Regions from separate parts of the Mus musculus genome. Here region 2 is linked to region 1. A link is a contact called in public promoter capture Hi-C data. All regions are on one chromosome and are shown on one strand. The core of a region is the stretch at or near the end of the contact, and the rest is flanking DNA. Distances in the headings are between cores, read along the strand shown. Region 1 holds the start of Pir (pirin). Region 2 holds the start of Egfl6 (EGF-like-domain, multiple 6).

Region 1 (4,013 bases), core at 820-3,319:
GCTCCAAATCTTTATAGTGGCAATTTACTGAATACTGACTATGATCATGGCCTAGATTAGGTGATTTTTAGAAACACAGCTATGGTGTGCATGTATTAGTATTTACGAGGTACCTAGAACCCTATTATTAGCAGTTACCTCTTAGAATCCTGCAGTCATCTTGTCCAAAAGTTCACAATAGCAACTCTTTGGAAGAACTCAGCAGGGATATCTAAAGAACATTTTCTACGCTTCCCTTCAGTGGCAGGCATACTTGACCTCCTCACACCGTGCACACACCCTTCAATGGCTACCCCACGACATGCGGTGGAAGATGGAAGTGGGAGCTCTTTTGGTGATACTGGAAGCAAATGGAAAACACTAGGGGTATGTGACTCTCACCAGAATATGATGATGCTGGCATGGAAGGAAATCTGCAAGGGCCACTGAATTCAAATACTCATCTATCTCTAAAGTCCGTGGCCATTTTTAAAAATTCATCTCTTAATAATATTAAGCATGTTTACAATGCGGGTTTTTTTAATCATAGCAACCCTTTGTTCCCCTTCCAACTCCTTTCAGACCCCTGCTCCACATCTCACTCCCAATGTAATCTTGTATTTTCCATAGCCTACTGAGACTAAGTGATGCCCATTCTTATACGAATGGGTGTTGGGTCATCTACTGAAGCATGGGCATCCTAATAGGGGTCAGTTCCTTAAAGAGAACTGACACTTCCTACCCCAGCAGCCTCCAACTGCCCAAGTTCCTCAGTTAGGGGTGGTACTTCGTGGAACCTTCTCCCATCTGTGTTGGTATTCTTACTGGCTGACTTAATTTTATGTAGATCTTGTGCAGGTAATTTTTTAGGCAAGAAATCTTTGAACTTCTTAATAAAGTCCTCTAAAGCACAGACAAACCATTTATGAAGTACCCCAGGCAATGGAACCGATGATTCAGGAACAACACATATACTACATTTATTATTCAAAAGTGTTCCATTATTGATTGAAGTCTAAGTCCTAACCAAGGAAATATCACACAACAAATACAATCACCCCCCCCCACACACACACACACACACACTTCTAACTTCAGGTGTTTGCAGACAAGTAATTCCAAGCCCCAGATCTGATCACCATATGAACTCTAACCAATCCTTCAAAGATTCCTTAAACTAAGAGAAGCACTTTAATAACAGGCAGATTCTGGAACTGGACACCTCAGATTTACATCTCAGTTTTGCCACATTCCAGGCTGCTTTCATTTGGGATGCTGTGTGTCTCAGCTTTTCCATCTATACAATGGGATTAAGAAGCGTCTGCCTCAAAGGATGTAAATAGGGCTGTAAGAAAGTGAGCTGCTGTTCTTTATAGGGACTCAACATAGAAGCACCCTTCAGTTTGTGAAGGCAGATCCTAAAACGGATCCTCTCTAGCAGGCAAACAACATGCATCTATTGGGCCATGAAATGTGGGAGACAGAAATGAACTTCTGAGTCCAGCCCCGTAATCATCCACACATAAGCGACTAGTAAGTAGTTTTGCCTCCACCTAATTTTTCTGGCTTCTTCCAGACTCCCACATTTAGGCCCTATACACAGGAACAAGGATAAAGCAGTTAACTAATTGCAGTGTGTTGCCAAGAGAAAAACCAAGCTATCATCTCAAATCGTGGTGGCTATTTAAGCATTTCCCTCCCTCAGCTCCCCTCCGAGCCCCAGTAGTGAGCTGGGAAAGACAGCATCATGAAAACTGGTCGGAGCATTCCTCCCACCCCCAACACACACACACACACATACACACACCACTCTCACGAGGGCTGAGTTCCCCAGGCCACTCACTGGGCAGTAGCGCAGGCCCAGGAGGGAGGCCACAGTCGGAGGTGCCTAGACTCCACAGCGGCAGGGACACAGCAAAGGGAGGACAGGTTTGCGGAGCGCCAGCCGTCAGTCAGCGTGACTCAGCGCTTTGTTGCGGGCCTCCAGAAGGCGGGAGTCTCTAGGTCTCAGGGGCCTTGGACCGGGGGACACACCCTTTATTTACCCTGGGTTTGGATTCTCTGACTCCGCCCCATGGCTCTCTGGATCTGCCTTTTGAAAGTCGGTCCAAAGAGTGATGCGCACCCCGGCCTCTTGGGGGCGCGCTGCCCGCCTCCCAGGAATGTATGGGACACTCAAGTGCTCTGCAGCCCCTTAGAATCTCTTGGAAAACCTGTCCTCACTCAAGTCATCTTGTCACCCAACGCTTCGTATGAGCAAGAATGTTTTCTAACCACTTGTCCCGTTTGGGGGAGTGACTCAGCCTCTCTATGCATTATCCCCAGTGAAATGAGCGTGGTAAAGCTGACAGGACCAAGACTGTAAGGCTGTAATGAGAATGAAATGAGCATGTCTCCGCATAGGTACTACACAGTTATCTCTCATAAATAAATACGCTTCTTGCTGTTTGCCAATGAGAATGGGGCAGAGGCAGAGCAGATGTAAGAACCAAAGAATCTCTGTTCCTGCTGAAAGAGAAGGCACACTCTAATAGGGAATCATAGAAGGGCTTGAGTTTTGTTGGGCTTCAAGAGCAGGCCTTAGAGAGTTAGCCTCAGGAGGTGAGGGTTTGTCCACAGCCAGGAAGCAATCTAGTTTTCCTAGGACTTTTAATCAGAAGACAGGCTACCATACGCAATGTTCTTTAGATACCCGGAAGTTCATTGTCTTTTCTTGGAAAAAGAGTGAAAGTGATGCCTCTTTAAAAAAAACAAAACAAAAACAAAACTACGAGCCTGGGAAACTGAAAAGGAATAAACAGTAAATGTCTTTTTACTTTCCAGCTCTGTGGGTCTTCCGTGGAGACTGCTCCCATTTGCTTTTGTAGCCAGAAACAGCCAGAGACAACGCCTGCTGAGTGTGGTGGCTGTGTTTTAATAAAAATTTGATTTTGGATAATGAAATTAGAATTCATAAGATTATGTTTTGAATTCGTACAATTCTCAGCTGTCATGAAAGTCTTCTTTTGACTTTATATTTCAGCTGGTTTTTGGGGGGCATGGTTCCCCATATCCCCGGCTGGTCTTACCTCCCTAGAGAGCCTAGGATAACCTTGAACTTCTGACTTTCCTTCCCACAGTTCCCAAGTGTTAGGGTTACAGTGAAGCATTCACCAGCGTGCCCAGTTTTACATGGTGCTGGAGACTGAACCCGGGGCTTTGTGTATTCTAGGCAAGCAATCTACCAACTGAGCTAGATCCCCAAGCTCTTCAACCTCAAGATGTGAAAAGGCATTCTTACCTTTCAGACTACAGATTTCTGCTGTAGAAGAATGGGGAAGTGGAAGAACAAAGACTTTTCCTTGGTGCTCAATTGGGCAGAACACACTAAAAATGGGAACAGTAGAGAGGAAAATATCATGGCCTTTGTACAAGGATGACATGCAAATTCATAAAGTTGCACTCTCCCCTCCCTGCCTCAATTCATGGCCACACTTGGGTGTATATAGTCTTTTCTTGAAATGGCTATCTGTCTTCCTTAATGCCGATACCCAAATCTATATTAAAACGCATTCACAATAAATTCTGTTTTTTAACTCTTTTCCCTGAGCTTTTCATATCAGTGGGGTTCAAACTGACTCTGCCTACCTTCAGCAATTCAAGACTAACAGATTATGCATGCAAACTTCAAACTGCTGTGGACTAATAAGGTATTGGTACTTCCCATCTGTAATTATTTCTGAAATAGTTTCCACATAAAACAGAAGTATGAACACCCTGGCTGGCACATTACAGACCATATAAATAAACTGTCTTGTATTTCCTCAACCAGTCCAACGTTCAACCAGGTGCTGGGGCTTGGACTGCAAGCTTTGCCTTCACACTCTTTCAACACAAAAGCCTGTGGATTCAGAGAGTTCAGCGCATCCAAACCTTCCCATTTTGAAGGCCTCTATCCATCTTCCCCAATCACCACCCACTCCTCCTGCCTTCAGATTCAGCACTGGCCAAACCATTTTTCAAGTGGCAGGCAAATAGAAAGCAAATGCCTGGAG
Region 2 (4,013 bases), core at 568-3,067, 2.3 Mb before region 1:
AGACTGACAGATCTGCCCAGGACTATAAGAAGAGAAAAGAGTAAACAAAGCCTGGTGTTCACCTTTAATCTCTGCACTCAAGCAGAGGCAGCTAAGATCTCTGAATTTGGGGACAGTTTGGTCTACATAGTTCCATGCCAGCCAGGATTGCATAGTGAGAACCTGTCTCAAAACAAAAGAAAACAAAACAAAACAAAACAAAACAAAACAAAACAGGTAAAGAATTATTGGTAAGAAGAGGCTCGCTCTCTTTGGTGAAGCCTTCTACAGGTTGAATCAGAAGCTTCAGAGATGTCGCCCATACTAGAGTGGACTTTTCAGTGATGGATTTGACTTCCCCATTCTTTCCTAAGTAAACTCAGTAAATTCAAATGTTCACCTAGTTAGACTTAGGTGGACGCTGGAATTCATGTGGTCTGCACTCACCCTCTAGAAAAGCAGCAACTGAGCCACCACTCCAGCCCCATCAATAAAATATTTTTAAAACCAAGAAAAGAATGTATTCTGACAAGTCACTGTAGCTTGTCTGCCCTGCTGACCTTAGTTCAGAGGCTTCATGGCTCCATCAGTAGCTCTTCTTTGAGTTGGAAGTCTACTCTTAGACCAGATAGGTAGCTGTGTTTGACCTGTTCCTCACCCTCCTCAGGCTACCAAGCTAACTGGCATGGTCTTCTCATAGCCCAAATAGAGATGCAGGTGGGTTGGAGTTAGAATGGGTTTGGAATTGACACAGTGTGTCTCTGCCCAAACACCATCAGTCAAAGCAAATCACTGGACCATGTCCAATGTCAAGGTGTGGGGTCATGGGCTCTGCCTACATGAAGCCAAAGGGTGTGAATGTGGGGATAAGAAGAACCAGTATTCCTTCTGCTACAAGTCAGAATAGATAACTCATCGCTACCTGAAGGAATTCTTATAAAGTATCTTTTGTTTGTGTTTTTCTGTCTTAGCTTGCTTTCTACTGTTGTCATAAAACACCAAGACCAAAAGCAACTGAGGGGGGGGGGAAGGTGTTTGTTTGGCTTACTCATCCTGACCCATCCAGAAAGAAAGTCAAGGGAAGAACTCAAGGCAGGAACCTGGAGGTAGAGGCAATCCAGATACACTGTTTAATGGTGTTCAATACCTTTCTCGTACCTTCCTGGACCACCTGCATAGGGGTGGCACCGTTTGTAGTGGGCTGGACCTTCCCACATCAACCATTAAGAAAATATCCTGCGGGACTTGCTTATTTGATGAAGGCATTTTCTCAATTAAGGTTCATTTCTTCCAGATGATTAGTTTGTGTCAAGTTGCCAGTGGCTACTACACTACAATATCATTTGAAGTTACATTTGAACTGTTGTGAGTGACTAGAAGACGACGAAGACGACACTTGCCAAATGATGGGGTTTGTTCAAAACTTGGTGACCTCTAACATCTTATGATTTCCCTTGTGTGGGGAAAAAAAAAAAAACCCCAGCCGAGCATGAAACCTCCATTGACATGAGATTGCCTTGTGATTTTGTGCTTGCATCTGTGGTCCTGCTTTGACTTCTCAATTCTCAATCCCTGGAGTTCAAAGTGCACACCGCTTGTCCCAAGCCTGAAACGAATGGCAATTGGAGGTGCCCCTGAACAGCCTGTAGTGAGTGAACTGAAGCGGGGGGGGGGGGGGGGGCGGTGCTGGCGGGGACTTGGGGGAGCGTGGAGGAGTTACGGGTGAGAGAAGAGCGTGGAGGCCTCGTGGGTCGTCCTGGAGGCGGGTCCCAGCCAGATGTGCTCAGTTGCCACGCCCTCGCTGGTGCACCGGAGCGCTTCACCCAACAGAGTATCTCTCCAGGGCGCCCCCAGCCACTCACAGCTCCAAACGTTCCCCAGCTCTCCACCTCTGCGCGGGCTGCCACAGAGCCTGCCAGCTGCGCGCAAAACCAAGGTCCTGACCAGCGAAGCAGAGAAGAGGCGGTGGCCCCTCTGTTTCGTAGGTCCTGAGGGGCTCAGGACAAGAAAGGAGCCCACCCCCGGCCAGTATGCAGCCGCCCTGGGGCCTGGCGCTTCCTCTGCTGCTCCCCTGGGTGACAGGTGGAGTAGGGACCAGGTGAGTGTTCGCATTGACCCTGGTTCCCCAAGCCTGAACGCTCCTTTTGAAGCCCTTTGTCGTTGACCAGCATATGTAAGGGGTACCTAGGTGCTGGGGTTGAGGTGTCTGTGCGTCTTGGGATGCATTTCACCAGGACACCGCACCGAGTGCCCACCAACTTTCTTCCCTGCGTCCCTTGGGTAAGGTTTAGCCTCGGGTGGTCTGTGGATTCCGTTCCCCACTTGGCTGAGTTTGTCTTGTCTGGCGGATGGGGGGAGGGGGGAACTGGGCGAATAGATCTTGGCTGTGTTTGGGATTTGGTGCTCTGCAGCCACCTCCGGTGCAGGCAGATGAGTGAGTACCTGGCACGGTGTAAGTTTAGTTCCTTCCACTGCCCCTGAAGGACGCCCACTGATTACCAGTCGTTAGTTTTGCTAGGGAAGGAATGAAGAAAAACAGGAGGATGCAGAGCGCGCATTTTCCGCATTTATTGTTGAGCGCTAAAGCAGCTCCTTGCTGGGCTCCTGCTCTAGCTGCCTTTGGATTCGGGGTGATGAACTGGAAAATATGCGCTGGTAAAAAGATAGCTGAACCCATCCTTGTTTTTGCCACTTCCTTCTATTCATGAGCTTTTCTGAGCCCCAAAATATTTCCCTGTGAGAGCTACAAAGCCACATAGTAAAAGCACATAGGCATAGTGTGTCATGTAGACCAAGCAACTTTCAGACCATTAACCCAGCAGAAGTCCTTAGTCCCTGTGGCTTCAAAGTATTATTATCGTTGCCATCCCTGTTTTGAAGGGGTGAAAAATTAGGCCGCGTAACCTGTCCAAAGAGACAAAGCCAGTTAAGTGGCAGAGCAGGAACAACCCTAGTCAATGTGGCCCATCCATCATCCTCCACACTGGAGTAGGGCAACCTTTCAGGAAGACTCCCTAGAACACACACACACACACACACACACACTCACACTCACACTCACACTCACACACACACACCCTTCTCTACCATTATGGCTTGCTTCTTCCTTGCATGTCTGCCTAGGGTCTCTGTGCTGCAGAGCTAAGGATCTTTGGGATGACTTAATCATTTGTTGGTGTGGCAGGCTCTCCTGTGTTCCATGGGAAGTATAACAGCATCTCTGGCTGCTATAAAATGCCAGTAACAGCTTGGACACTGCCACCTACCCAAGTCGGCACAGTTTATGAAAAAAAAATCTCCAGATATTTCTCTTATATTTTTGGTCGTGAACCTAGCCTTTAAAGGCCCCAGATATTTCTCAAAGTCACCTAAGCAGCAGGCTCCTTCCCAGCTGAGTGAGGTTTTTCAGGTTTTCCTCTAGGGAGAAGAGGAAGGGGCAGAGGAAAAACCCTTGGTTTGGCTCCAGCTCCTTAGCGGTGACTTTGTTTAACTCCCAGGAAAAAGTCTTTCATCAGGGTCTGCCACGGTATTAAGGGATTTTGAAGTTCAAACGGAACAACCCTCAAACCAGGTTCTTAGAATGTATAGTTGCAAGTTTCAATTTCCTTCCCGTGATAAAAATGTAAGCAGAGGCAATTTGCTCCAGTCACATTGGAGAGAGTCATGTTTTGTTAGAAAGCCCACTTAAGAAAGACCAAGTGCTATGTGGAGATGAGATTAACAGTTCTTCAACAGCGGGCAAACCGACCTCCAGAAGATCCACTTTCAAAATGCCACCAAGTTAAATTAAAAGCTGAAGAGCCCCCTCTTCAACACCCTTCCCCCCAAAAAAAAATTAACCTGAAGAAACTGTGTGAAGATTCTGCAGTACTGAACTTTTCAAGATGTGAGATGTGATTGCTTTACAGTGTCAGATTCATTGGCTGCTGTGCTGATGATCCACTCCATATGCTTGCAAATGGCAAGTAGTCGGCACTTTGGGAACTTCTGCAGGTCCATGTTTAATTAGCTCCAGACTCTACCTTCAGGGGGCT

Evidence for each region. Promoter capture Hi-C pulls out the DNA fragments that hold promoters and counts their contacts.
Region 2: a contact with region 1 is called in a promoter capture Hi-C map of cranial neural crest. The contact joins the promoter of Egfl6 here to the promoter of Pir in region 1. A contact is called at or near these places in 2 of 39 promoter capture datasets (the 3T3-L1 cell line and cranial neural crest).

The regions. Positions count from the first base shown.
Region 1 is chrX:164,267,487-164,271,499 of GRCm38.p6, reverse strand. It overlaps Pir (pirin), which reads right to left and starts at 2,069. Exons shown (of 10, transcript NM_027153.3): 1 at 1,823-2,069.
Region 2 is chrX:166,583,520-166,587,532 of GRCm38.p6, reverse strand. It overlaps Egfl6 (EGF-like-domain, multiple 6), which reads left to right and starts at 1,817. Exons shown (of 12, transcript NM_019397.3): 1 at 1,817-2,077. The coding sequence starts at 2,010.